Regions from separate parts of the Mus musculus genome. Here region 2 is linked to region 1. A link is a contact called in public Hi-C data. All regions are on one chromosome and are shown on one strand. The core of a region is the stretch at or near the end of the contact, and the rest is flanking DNA. Distances in the headings are between cores, read along the strand shown.

Region 1 (6,898 bases), core at 3,024-5,523:
AACTCTGTCTGATCACTTAAATAACTCCACCCTGCCTTCCGATGTGAAAAACGCTTGACATAAAATCGGTGCTGTGGCTTCGATAGTTACACCTGTTCATTTCAAGCCATCTTACCAACCTAGCTAAGGCAGAATGCAACAGGAATAGATTTCTCCAAGACAGAGCTGAGCTGCCTGACCTCGCTATCCAACTGCCAGTTCTGTGCACAAAAATACCAGCCTGGCCTACTTTGCATGTGTGTTCTCTGTGACTACGGATTACCAGCCGGCTCAGAGAAACAGGTGCAACTGCTTAGAGCTGTTCTATAGGCGAGAAAACCTGTGAGGCAGCCTCACTTAGAGGGACTCAAAGCAGGACAGGCTATTTCCAAATTACCCAAAGAGGCTTACCTCAAAAAATGCTAAGTAACTGGCTTAAACATTCCACAAGCAGTGAGTTCTCTCCAGAATATATTAGTTCATATCAAGCATGGGACAGGGGTTATATATCTTAAAGAGAGGATTTTCAGTAAATATTTAGTGTGTGTGTGTGTTTTCCAGGGTATGGATGAACATGTGCACATGGAGGTTGACCTCCTAGCCTTTAACTCACCTTGGTTTTGTTTCCTTTTCAGGGTCTCTCTCTGGCTTGAAACTCACAAACTAGACTAGGCTAGCCCCCTAGTAGTCACCACCTCCCAAATGCTGGGATGGATCAAAACTTAGCTCTATACACCTAGCTTCTGCACACGACTCTACAGGTGAGACATAGGTCCTCCTGCTTGCGAGGTAAACCCTCTACAGATTGAGCTAATCACTCCAGACCCCCATTGTCAGGAGATTATCTCTTTAGTACTGTAAGGTTCAGCACATGGTTTTGAGGACCTGAAGCAAGAGCAAGAGAGTGTCCCGACACTGGGGTAGATTTTCTAAATCCAGGAAGAAATGATGTTTCTCAACCTTCATGAAATGTTACACTTTTTTTTTCCCTCTTCAAAATTCTCCTAAACTTGTGTAAGCCTGGAGTTGCCATTCATGATGAATTAAAAAGGAAGAAGAGGTGAGGAAAGAGAAAAAAAATAGATAAAATGGGTGTTCAACCATTGTGGTTTGGTTCTGGCCTTTAACAGATAAAGATTTTGAACATGGAAGGTGATTTACTGTAAGTAGCTTACTGTAATAAAATGGTATCAATTCTGCCAAGGAGTGGTAACCAAGGACTCGGGCCATCCATGTGCGCTAACTTGGATATGGCAAGCTTGGAACTTATTTCTAACTTGTACAGTATTTTTTACTTTTTCTCTTCAAAGAAGCACACAAGGCATGCAGGTATCCACATCTCTTCTGCCAAAAGCAGCCGGAAAGAGAAAAGATTCTTCACGTACTGTTATTGCAAGCCTGAATCTGTGATGGGCCTTTGTACAGAAATATTTGGTACTTAATAATCTTGAAGTCTGGATTCAGATCCATCTCACAGCCCCGGAGGGATACATGGTTTAATGGCACAGGTTCATAAAGCCACCGAGAGTGGATCTGGCCTTTGGTCCTGTGTTTCCCTTTGTGTAGACGTGAAATCAAATCCACAGCACGCAAGGAGCACGCTGAGCGATGTCCTCTCCTGATGTGGATTTAGAAAATAAATAATCACCAATCTCTGCCCTCATCTCAGCAGCTCATGCCAGTTAACCAGGAATGCCTTGATTATTTGTGGGATTTTCAAAAATGTCCCAATGACCAGGTATATCATCTTGTTCAAAATGAAATAATTTCAGACGAAAGTGTCAAATATTTTCTAAAGTCACTCCAGTGGGATCTCAGGGGACTTAAGGGAGTACATTTATCTGTGTTATTTTCTCTAGAATGATGACATACAAGTCTTCTCCCCCCCTTCACTGTCCCCCCACGTGTGTATGTGTGTGTGTGTGTGTGTGTGTGTGTGTGTGTGTGTGTGTGTACAGAGACCAGAAGCTGGCCAAGATGTGCCAGCACAGTTAGCATTCGTGGCGATACAGGGATTTGAACTCAGGTCCTAGCACTTGCACACCAAGCATTTTTCCCACTAAGCTGCTTCCTCAGTCCTCGAAGTAAAGAGTGTATTTCTTCCCGAAGGCTGAGCTCTAGGATAGTCTATCCCGTTGTGGGGGTAAAACCTTCCTCTTAGCTCTCTCCACTTTGCCTAGAGACCACCATCCAAATGCCTGGCTGCACTCCCAGATACTCTCTTTGCCTGCAGGCTGGGTTGGCTTCTTACCCATGTAGGAAGACAAGTCATCCAATGGCACACAGTGTCTGGGACTTCTTAGTAGACAAAAAGCCTCCCCTCTCAGAGGCTTTTGCCCGCCTGCGCTTCAGTGAAGTACTATAATTGTGAAATGACACCGTAAGATGAATATTAAATACTCGAAAGCATACGTCTTCTGTGTCAGGGTCTGCTTTCTTACTTTTAAAAATTATCTTTTGTCCTTCGAGCACAGAGTCCCTTCTGAACTAGTACTTCACTTAAACAGCGACAAAGATTTATATTTTCACACTGGGGCCGGCGTCTACAACAGTGGTTCTCAACCTGTGGGTCGTGACCTTCCAAGACCATTGGAAAACACAGATAGTTTGTTACTATTCATAACAGTGGTAAAATTACAGTTAAGAAGTCGCAACAAAAATAGTTTAGTGGTTGGAGGATCACCACAACACGAGGAACTGTATTAAAGAGTCAACACTTCGTATAAAATACTTACATTATATAAACTGCTTAATTTTTCTCCCCAGGATTAACCACAGCGAGATTTCTTAGTTTTCCTTTTCTCTCACTGAGGATTCAAACTGACCCCGATAACCTCGGGCAGCCTCCTGTGGAAATCAGCAAGATGAATTGAAGATTTCCTACCAGAATATTTGCTAGTAATTCTCATTCACCTTTGCACACACCACATTCTTCATTGGCTGGGGTTGACAGCTAAGGTGCCCTGGAAAGTAACTGGGGTATGTCTGTGGGGCTCTATCGGTTAATACACTGACCTGTTTAAAAGGAAATAAAAGATGTAGCTCAGGGGCAACTAGTGTTGGGACTACACTGGCCTCTCGGAGCAAAACCCGCTTGTGCAGTGAGGGCAGAGAGTGAAATGTTCTGCTTACATTAAATACTTTCATCGGGGGCCTGGGGATGTAGCTCAGTCGGCAGAGTGCTTGCCTGGCAGGAAGGAAGCCCTGTGCTCCTTCCCAAAGCTTCCCATAAACCCAGAGAAGGGGCACATGCCCGCAGTCCCAGCATTCAGGACTCTGAGACAGAAGAATCAGAAGTTCAAATTCAAAGTAATCTTTATGATACACCGGAAGTTCAAGGACAGCCTGGGATACACAATACCCTGTCTCAAAATAAGGGGGAGGGGTATTTTAATCTAAACCTTAAATATGATGGGCTGATTTCAAAGCGTCATTAATTTAAAGCCCTATTGAGCATAAGAACTGCCAACGAGCTGGCTTAAATTAATAAACATATACTACGTTTAGTGTATTCTATCTATGCTTCCAGAATTGCTGGTAGAAATCCATCGTTATGTAACAGCCCCCACCCTTTTAAAAGAAATCATACTTTTTACAATTATATCCGGATAAATAAATGAGGTCAATTCACTAACCGTTCTGCAATTCAAATAGAAGGAAATAGATTCTTTGCTTAGTGGGGAAAAAAAAAGGCGGAGGTGGGAGCGACTTGTGTTGAGACAGACATTGTACCCATCTTCCTGAATAACTAAGTTAGGCAGGAAGCACAAATTTGATGATCGTGGGAGGTACAGTACTAATTCATGGTCCTCTGCAGTAGTCAGCAGGGCCAGATGAATACAGACACCCTTTGCTAGCTGTGAGCCATTAAAGCCAAAGTTTTTCTCAAGCATTCCCAAATGCTAGGGGCTATTATTATTATTCACCCCACCACATAACATCCCTGGGGCTCTTCCTCTTGGTTACCCACAGCACCAGCTTTTGGGGGCTAAGAAAACTTGAGAGTTCTTCTCACGGTTCAGACGCTAGAGACAGATCTCCTTGGTCCCAGGTGTTTGGGAGGGGACTGGCCTCTGTACAAACCACCCCAGGCCCCGGGGGACTCTCAAGTCAACTGGTCGTGCCAGCGAGGCCTAGCAAGAAGCTAGCGTGGTCTGCTTCGGAGCGTCAATCAGCTCACTCTGGGTCCCTGCGGGAATCGCCAGGGGTCTTTGCGACTTTGACCAGTAGGAGCAGGCAACAACAGAGCCAGGCCGCCTCCAGCCGTTTCCAACTCTGCCCCAGCAACAGCGCCAGAGCCCCAGCCAGGCGACCCAGCGCCCGCGCGCGGGGAGAGAAGCAGCTGTTCCCAACAGCTGGGGGGCGGCGGCGCCGGGCGCCCCAGGTGCTGTCCCGGCCAATCGCAGGCGTCCGGCCCGCCCCCTCCCCAGCCGGGCGTCGACCCCCAGGGCCGCTGGGGAAAAAGGAATAGAGGGTTGGAGAGCGGTCCTCCGTCCGCACTGGTGTGGCAGCTACTAAGCAGAAGGGACGGTTCCCAGACCGAGCCGGGCCCAGCACCGCGCCCCCAGCTGCCACCTCCGCGCCCCCGGGACACGGTAGCCTCTGAGCCAACCCCCATCCCACTAAGCCACTCGATTTTTTGAGAAAGAACCATCTACCTCTTCTGGACTTGGAGACCACCACCCTCTCTGCATTTAAGAAAAAAAATATTTTTATTTTATTTTTACTTTCACGCGGCGTGAGTGCAAAAGGCTCCCACAGTCCGCGGCTACGGAGCTGGTTACCCGGACGATCCGGAAGGTCTGGACAGTGACCGGACGCGGGGACTGGAGCAGAGCGCCTGGGCGAGTGTCGGGGACAGTGGGCCACTTGGGAAGCCGCGCGCCCAGCGCCCACGCCGCCCCCTCGCCCCCGCGCGCGCCCTCGGCCCCCGGCGGCCGCCGCGCGCTGCGGGAGACGCGGAGCCCGAGGACCAGGCGCAGCCGCAGCCGCAGCCGGAGCCCGAGCCGCGGGGCGGGCGCGAAGATGCACACCACCCAGAAGGACACGACGTACACCAAGATCTTCGTGGGAGGGCTGCCCTACCACACCACCGACGCCAGCCTGCGCAAGTACTTTGAGGTCTTCGGAGACATCGAGGAAGCGGTGGTCATCACAGACCGGCAGACCGGCAAGTCCCGGGGCTACGGATTTGTAAGTTACGTGGAAGAAGGACTCAGGGTGGGTGGGGAGCAACTAAGAGAGGTCCTGGCCAAAGCGATCAGGCCAGCAGGGAGCAAGTGGCCCCAGGCCCTGGGGAGGCAGAGATTAGGATAAGGGGCACAGTGGGACCTCGCGGGACGCCCGTTCACTCGGAGCTAAGCTGAAACTTTAAGTGCGATGGGGCTTGGAGAAACGAAGGGCCGTGGCTGCCTCGTGGGGTACAGAGAGGACCTGAGGCCATGCTCTTTCGGTGGCCCCGAGAGCCTGGGAAGGAGAGATGGGAGATGTGGAGAGTTGGGAGGGAGGAAGCAGAGCCCCTCACTGTGGATTCCCAGGTTGGAGGCTGGTTGTTAAGTGAGCTGGTGCTTTGTTTAAAAAAGAAAAAAAAAAAAAAACAGTGTGTGTGTGTGTGTGTGTGTGTGTGTGTGTGTGTGTGTGTGTTGTTTAGGCCCAGGGAGGGCTAGAGCTAACACACACACACACACACACACACACACACACACACACACACTCACACACACACACATACACACACACACACTTTACATCACTATCTTTTAAATTGCAAAGGTAGATTCTAAAAGGAAAAGAAAAAGCTGCACCTCTGGGTGTTTGCCTAACTGAAACAGCACATTAAGCTTCCTGGAGATTTAAAGGGGCGAATTCAGCAGCCCAAAGAGCTGAGAGCCCAGGAGCAGGGCAATCGCTATTGTCGCTGGGGAGTAACCAGCTGGTTTGGGGCTGGACTTTGTTTAAAGCCCACAGTACCTCTGGGGCCCCGGTGGGAATGTAAAAGGTAAATCTCCGCGCGAATTCAGAATGGTGGCTCCCAATCTCTGTTAGGCCCCACATTAGCACCCTTAGGACTTTGGGTGGGGGGCGGGGGAGATCCTTCCTTCCTTTCTTCTTTCTGCTTTTTTTTTTTTTTTTTAAGGCAGAGAATGGAGAGTTAATGTTCCCAACCCCTCCCAAATAAGAAAAGAAAGCCAGCCAGCTCGGTGGCTTGAATCCTTTTCCTTCAGGGGTTAACTGAGGGCTCTGTGTGTCTGTCTGTGTATGTTGCTAAGGTCACCATGGCTGACAGGGCTGCCGCTGAAAGGGCCTGCAAGGATCCCAACCCCATCATCGATGGTAGGAAGGCCAATGTGAATCTGGCATACTTGGGAGCAAAACCAAGAATCATGCAGCCAGGTGAGCAACACCCTCCTCCCCCTCCCCCTCCCCCTCCCCCTCCCCCTCCCTCTCCCTCCTCCCCAACTCTCCACCCATCTGTAGACAGATTCCACTGCCACCCCCAGCCCAGAAAAGCCAGCTTCCTGAGACCCTGTAGCTCGGTTTGGTAGAACTTGAGCTGGTTGTTCCACCAAGGCATTAAAGATACATGAACATTGTAAGTACGCCTCTGGGTACTTGAGATGTTCAAAAATAGATCTTAGGGTCCAGATAGCTTGCACTCAAAAGTTAATTGGTGTGTTTTCCTATACAATGATAGATGTTTTTTTGTCTGCTTTCAGTTATCCAGTTTTTACTAGCCACTTGTGGATAAAAGGGTATACTACGTGGGCCTTGTCACCTCTGGCCGGCCAATGAGCCTTCTTTCTTAGTGTGCTCTAGGCCAGTTACGCTGTGCTCAGAGAATGCATGATCTGAATCCTGAACCAAGATGGACATAGCACATATTTTCACATAAAGTCACAGAGTACTAGCAGCCACATAG
Region 2 (6,898 bases), core at 1,652-4,151, 44 kb after region 1:
TGAAATCATCAAGCTTTGCTGGCGTCCCCGATGGGTCCAGAACCAGACATGCAGCCATTGCTAACGTCCCTGGAGTGGCTCTGATTCCATGCTTGTGTGTCATTTTTCTCCTAAGAAGTACCATTCCCACTGTCAGCTTTATGAGCTTGAACTGAGATTTTTTCCCATCATGTTTTCCCCTGGTACTTTAGGCCACACTCTTCACGCTTCGTTTATAGGCCTGTAGAGAAGGATTTAATTAAACCATACTTAATAGAATGGCTGCCTCTCTGCCACTGGCAACATAATACGGGTTTGGAAAATGAAAACAAGCATAATACTTGGTGTGGTGACGCTCGCAGTTTTGCGAGACAAAGATGGTATCACGGGGTGTTAGAACAGGGGGAAACTTTTGAACACTGATCCAGGCCCCAGTACTTCACACAGAATGAGGAGAGAAAAATGCCTTGGAATCTCCAGCCAGATTTCTTCTTTGGGGGGTGGGGGGAAGGGTAGTAGGGGGAGGGTATTGCTCTGTTTATTGACTATCAGGAACACCCAACACAAAGCTCTACAGCTGCATGCAGCCAAGGACACACATCGAATATTATGAGACTTTTGCACTCGGTTGTACTTATAATTTTCTTTGTATGGTGTGTGTGTGTGTTGTTAACCCTACACATGCATATGTACATCATATAAATAACAATAAAATAGGTGTAGTGATCTGATCGGGGCAGACTGACATCAGTCATAAGTCATAGGTAGCACTGATAGTTTCTTAGCCTTTGGTGACCAAGTGGCTGTTAACACCCCAGGCGTCAATCAAGGCAGGAATGGGAGCAAGAGAAAGACCTCCATGAGCATCTCGTCTGTTCTGTAGAGAGCAAGTTTCCACTCGAAGTTTCTCAGCAGAATCCCAATTTCTCACAGGCCCCAACACATTATATTACCACTCAGTAGGCCAAAAAGCACTTAAAAATAAAATTTTTGGTCCTATAAACTTTTTATAATGGTGGGTGCGGGAAGGGCTATGTCAGAGCTGGGGGGGGGGGATGCCTGGGCAAGTACAGTCCCTGCCATGAAAGCAAAAGGACCGAAGTTCAACTCTAGCACCCATATAAATACCTGAGTGTGGTCCTTTGTCATCCCATCGATGGGAAGCAGTGACAGGAGTGTCCCTAGAGCTTTCTAGCCAGTCAGCCTAGCCTAATAAGAAGCTCTAGATCCCAGGGAAGGGCATTGTCTCAAAACAGAAAAATTTCAAAAAGAAGAAGAAAAAAAAAAAAAGGCCAGCACCTAAAGACCTGCTTATGAGGTTGAGCACACACACATGAATCACACATGCATGTCACAAACACCCCCGGGCATGCATATCCACGTGTTTATGCACACACATGTAAAAGCAGGCTGGAATATTGTGTAGTGAGCAACAAGCTAGACCTGCCAAGAGGACCTGCCATTTAAGAGGAGATTTAAAGGATTTAATGGGGATTTTAAACAAAGCCTTTGAAGTTGGCCATGAGCTTGTTCGGATCTTGCACTGTGCATCAGTGAACAAGAGCGGATCGGCTCCATCTCCCGTTTACTTCCTATCTCGCAGATTGCCCTTAGATTATGGGAATTTGTGCCTTGAGTCATGAACTCCATCACTTTGGTGTTTGCCTCATTGTGACATCTTCCGTTAAGCTGACCCTTACGTCTATCCATTCTTGACACCTTGGATCTACAGATAAAGCAGATCTGACGAAACCTCCAAACACTGGAGATTCTGAAGTCATGAAAATCCAGACGGAAAGAGGAAGATTCTGTGTGTTCTTTATCGTCTTTAGCGACTTCAGTCAAATGACTGACTACTCCCGAAGTCAGAAATAATCCAGAGTTAATTGGCTAAGGTATTTTAAGGTTCCATCTTTTTCTATTTTTCTCCTGTCTTGGTAAAGCTAGGAATTATGTTCCAAGCATTGAGCATCTTGGCACAGTAGTTACTAAGACAACGTATTAAATGAAAAATAAAAAATATCACTGGATTAAAAAAAAAAAAAGCCTTCCAATTGAAATACCAACATCTTAGTATTGCACTTTGCAGTTGATCCAGACACCGTGTCTTCCTAAGAAAAACCTGTATGTTCTTTAAGTCTAAAAGTTAACACTTCCTCTCCTCTCTACGTTAGCAGAATCCTTTAGCATCGTAAAGGACCTCCTTTCTGTTACATATTACAGAGACAAATTATCCATTTGTCAGTATATACTTGGGCTAGCCTGAACCACATTTTAGTAAAAAGAGTTGTCGGAGTCTATCAAGAACTGCTCCCAGCCCCACACCCAACATCAAAGCCCCCACATGCTCAAATCCCTTCCATAAAATGAGTATTAGCCTACAACCTGCCCACGACTTCCTTTATATTTCAAATTATCTCTAGGTCATTCGTGACCGTGATAAGATGTAAAGCCTATATCATTTTCTAAGGAGCCACTTAGGAAATTTAAAGAGGAAAGGGAAATATATATATATTCGGGACCCACATATTCCCCTGTATGTTTTGGGTGCCTGATTGGTTGAGTTGGTTGGCTACAAACACTAGACATGGTGGGCTGGCTGAAGCCCTGGCTCTTTATCTTTTCCTTTTCCTTTTTCCTTTTCCTTTTGTGTGTGTGTGTGTGTGTGTGTGTGTGTGTGTGTGTGTGTGTGTGTGTGCTTTCTTAACTTCTGGTGAGGCCTATGAGGTTGAGCTTAAACTACAGGCCACAAGTTTGGGGGTTAACGAAACCAAATGAGAATGTCATAGGAAAACTGGAGACAGTAAAGGCTTCCAAAAGTCCAGATATCTAAATTTGTAATGGATCTGAGACGCTCCTGGCAGCAACCATCCTTACTTTCCTGGCTTGGCTGCAGCCCTAGGTTCTGAACATAACACATTTACACACCCCCACAATGTGCAACACCCAGAAATACTGGCAAAAGTACCTCAGATCAGCCCCCAGACTGTTACATTAGGAACTGCAGAGATTTTAGTATACGGTCAGCTTTCTGCTCTTACAGAAGCAAAATGGCTTAATTTGGAGAAAAGACATGGGGGAAGGCCTTTAATATCTTCCTATTGTGGATCCTTCGCATTAAGTATCCAGTTGGGACATCTTTGCACTAAATGGTGCTAAAATGGTTGGTCTTAAGCTTTGTGTCTAAGCTTCATGAAAAAATAAGAATGTTGGATGGATTTTGGCTTGGGATTTAGGACAGGATTTCCCACATTGTCTGAAACAGCCCTTAGCATTACCTTTGCCATTTTGTAGTCTGTATTCATGCAAAATAGCCACTGCAGCCTTGACCACTACCATGAAACGTCAGTCAACTCGGAAAAATGACAACTACCATCTACCTCTTACACCACCAAATATTAGTTCAGGGTTTAAATTCTTTATGTAGAACTAGAAAAGTCATCCAGGTAGCTTATCAGTAGGCAAATTTACTATAGTTTTCCATAAACTGTATTAGTATATTATAGAATGGTTTAGAATTCAACTTTTTTATGGCTTGATATCAATACATGTTTTACTTCTTTTGGGGGGAGGTTTGGGGGGGTTGGTTTTTTTGTTCTGTACCTGCTTTGTACACCTGTCTGGTCAAATAGATGTAGACTCCTCAGGTGAAAAGATGTCACAGGTAGAAACTGTAAAGAACACCTCCCAACGTGAGCAATGAAGCCCTTCCGTGTGCTATGGGCGATATAGAACTAAGTGCTCTAGTAGGATGGAAACTCCACGTTCTACTCTGGTAGAACAGAACTGACCTCCACGGAGAAGATGCCATAGGAACGCACGGCTCAACCTGATTGGTGTTCCCCACAGAGATGCAAAGCACAGAGGAGCAAATTCACTCTCCTGATCCCAGCTCTCCGGCATGGCTTCCGGTGAATAGGCCAGTGGGCTTCTTCCCTGTCCTTTATTCTGTGCCTCTGCTGGGTGTCCGGTGCCATGCTAGGTGCTAGAAATCCAGAAGAAACTAAGGGGGAGTCCCACTCTTCAATGACAATATTAGGAATCTATATGAGAGGGAAAGGCAGTGGAAAGGGCTGGATTTGCACACATCTCCTCTGCCTATTCAAGAGAGAGGAGGAGGGGAGAAACAACAAACTGAGTGGGCTGGGGATATAGATGGGGATGGAGCATACTTAGCATGTGCAAGGCCCTGGTTCAACCCTCAGCACCGGAATCAAAATGTGGATCCCCACTTTGTGTGGGCTCTGTGGATGCAGCTGATCTAAGCTTGCCAGGCTTCTGTGGCAACCAATTTTACCCATTGAGCTGGCTTACTGCCCCAAACACTATTGTTTTCATAGGGCAGGAAATAGTTTTGCATCCATCAGACTGAAGAAACGACTGTGGTTTGGTGGTGACTGGACTGAGTCAGGTGGAGATGTTTGTCACGGGGAGATGTCACATCCACGGGAAAGTGAAAAAATGTTAGCATCTGAGCCATGCTTTGACACTTTGCCATCTTTTTAAACACAGGCATGCCCTTGAACTGCCAGAAAATATTTTTGAGTTGAATATGGTTCATTAAAATTAGGTTAAAGAATATCAAAGTTTTAACCTTGTTTCATAGAAAGTGCTTTTCTTGGCTTAAGATTTAAAGTGTCCCAAAAGCAAGCAGGATGGCTCTGTGGGTAAAGGCACTCCCACCAAGCCTGCAGACCTAAGTTTGGTCCCCAGACCGACATGGTGAAAGGAGAAAACTGGTTCCTGCTTGCGCCTGAATGCCCTCCTCCTCCACGGTCATCATGGTACCTGTGTATTGCATACACACACACACACACACACACACACACACACAGAGAGAGAGAGAGAGAGAGAGATAGACAGACAGACAGAGACAGAGACACAGAGAGACAAAGAGACAGAGACAAAGAGAGATTGTAAATAAAACACACAAACATAAAGAAATGTAATAAAATAAAGTGTCACAGTAATGATAAGTGCTTTAAGAGACTTCATTTGTACCATCTCCAGTATCTTGATCGGACATGTTTGGTCTGCATCACGATACAACAATATGCCTGCTCTATTTGCCTTTTAGACAGCATAAGAAATAAAAACAAATGTCCTCAAAGAGTTCAGAGCCTGGTTAGGAGAAACGATCGTGCCACCACTGTCAGGAGCTGACCTCTTTGTCCTACTAGCGACGAATGACTATGTTCCAAGACCCAAAAGCAGACATCCCAACACACAAATCAACTCTAGGGCAGGAGTGATTAAATTATAGAAGGTATATTGCCTCACTCACCACAAATACTATTGGTTCCCCGCTCTCCCTCTTCCCCGACTCTCTCCCTCCCTCTCTCCTCTTCATCTTCCTCTTCATCCTCTCCTCTTCATACTCATCTTCCTCTCTCCTCCCTTTTCTCTCCTCCCTCCTCCTTCCTCCCTTCTCTCTCTCATGCTACACTGCACCCCACTTTGGTAAGGATTAATGGTATATGGCTGAGACGTCATCTTACTCTTATACTAAAATGGAGAATTGGGGGAAATGACTCAGAAGTTAAACACTTGGGGCTTTTAAATTATCAGATTATCTGCTAAAAAATTTGTCTAAATTACCTAACTATCTGCCTGATTTCTTTTGTTCATTTCTGTAAGTGGACCCACAGGGTAAGATTTAAGGCAGTCAAAGGAGTGTGTGTTTACCTACTCATCTGGTACACTGGGAAAGGAAGGTATATTTATCCAAATCTGAGTTGCTTAGCAACCTCCTCAGCTTTCCATTCTAGTTAACTACCTGTGGATGGAGCCTGACAGAATCCCAGGCTCCAGCGAACAGGCGAGCATTCTCATCTTCAAGGGAGGCTTAGAACCAAGGTCAGTAGCTGAGCTGCCGAGACAGAAGAATCGATGGGTTTTGTGTTTATAAAGTAATAGGCTCTCGGATGTGAAAGGGACCTGAAATGCTGTTTTAATCTAAGGGCCATCTTCTCTATAGCTTCACAGTGGTGGTATTGATAACAACTCTATCTGAGCTAAATTTAGTGAACTACTAAGTTCAGTCCTTTTTCCCCACAGTGTACTCGATTGATTTTTAACAGATGGCATGGCTTGAAAATATCAATGCTGTTGAATCATTTTTGCTTTATGATTTGTTTTGAAAGGACATGCTTTGTTTTTCTGATTAAAAAAAAAAAAAAAAAACTACCCCAGTTTGCTCATTGGTTTCCCCTAGCCTTCTTTCTCGTGGCATCCTGAACATCTCTCTATAAACTTCCCCCATCACTCATAGTAGACCTGCTGGTGCCTCACAGATCTAATCTCATCTTTGAGTATGACAACCTAGCAACACCCCGTCACTAGGTTCCCCCTTCCAATGATAGTTCCTACTGTCTTCATTCACATTCACACAGAGGGTTGAGTCCCTCTGCCATCCTCACCAGTCAGCCTTAAAGTCCAATGAAGCTTTGCATGTTGGTTTTTTTTTTAGCCAGGGGAGAGAGCAGAATGGCAGTGCAGATAAGAAGGGTGTGTTAACCCAAAAGGGTACCAGGCTCCGTTAACACACTTCATCACAGGGAGAGCTGACTGACAAGGAGACCCTCTGAAACTGACCTGCATTGTGTCCATTAAAGATGGAACTTCAGTGACTAAGCCGCCACAGTGGTTGTTTTAAGATTTTTGTGATTCAAGGGTAAGAAGTTCAGTTTATTCTGCCAAATAAATCGCATCCCATCTCTCATGTAAATCACTCAAAACCTCCCGATCCTGCAGCACCTCTTTCCTTTCAGCCTGATGTTAGGTAAACGTCCAACAAACCATGTTATTTATTTCATTTATTTATTTATTTATTCTGTGTGTGTGTGTGTGTGTGTGTGTTTGTGTAAGCGTGTATATGTGTACCACATTGTGATCAGATACCTGTGGAAGCCAAAAGTGG

Evidence for each region. A called contact is a pair of places that touch in the nucleus more often than the background predicts.
Region 2: a contact with region 1 is called in a Hi-C map of cortical neurons, with 2.8 times the contacts expected there. The contact joins the enhancer-like site here to the promoter of Rbm24 in region 1. A contact is called at or near these places in 1 of 39 promoter capture datasets (hippocampal neurons), 2 of 484 Hi-C or Micro-C datasets (cortical neurons and nephron progenitors), 2 of 115 datasets of contacts at active chromatin or transcription factors (embryonic stem cells and neural progenitor cells) and 3 of 9 other capture datasets (adipose tissue, liver and pancreatic islet).

The regions. Positions count from the first base shown.
Region 1 is chr13:46,414,027-46,420,924 of GRCm38.p6, forward strand. Rbm24 (RNA binding motif protein 24) reads left to right here and starts at 4,274. Exons shown (of 4, transcript NM_001081425.1): 1 at 4,274-5,172; 2 at 6,249-6,372. The coding sequence starts at 5,005.
Region 2 is chr13:46,459,565-46,466,462 of GRCm38.p6, forward strand. No RefSeq gene overlaps it. Among named protein-coding and RNA genes, the nearest start is that of Gm35110, 33 kb to the right of the region's middle. Within about 2 kb of position 2,902, at least 8 of the 459 cell types and tissues checked have an H3K27ac peak or open chromatin away from gene starts, as enhancers often do. A contact at or near this core is called in cortical neurons, where this site is marked.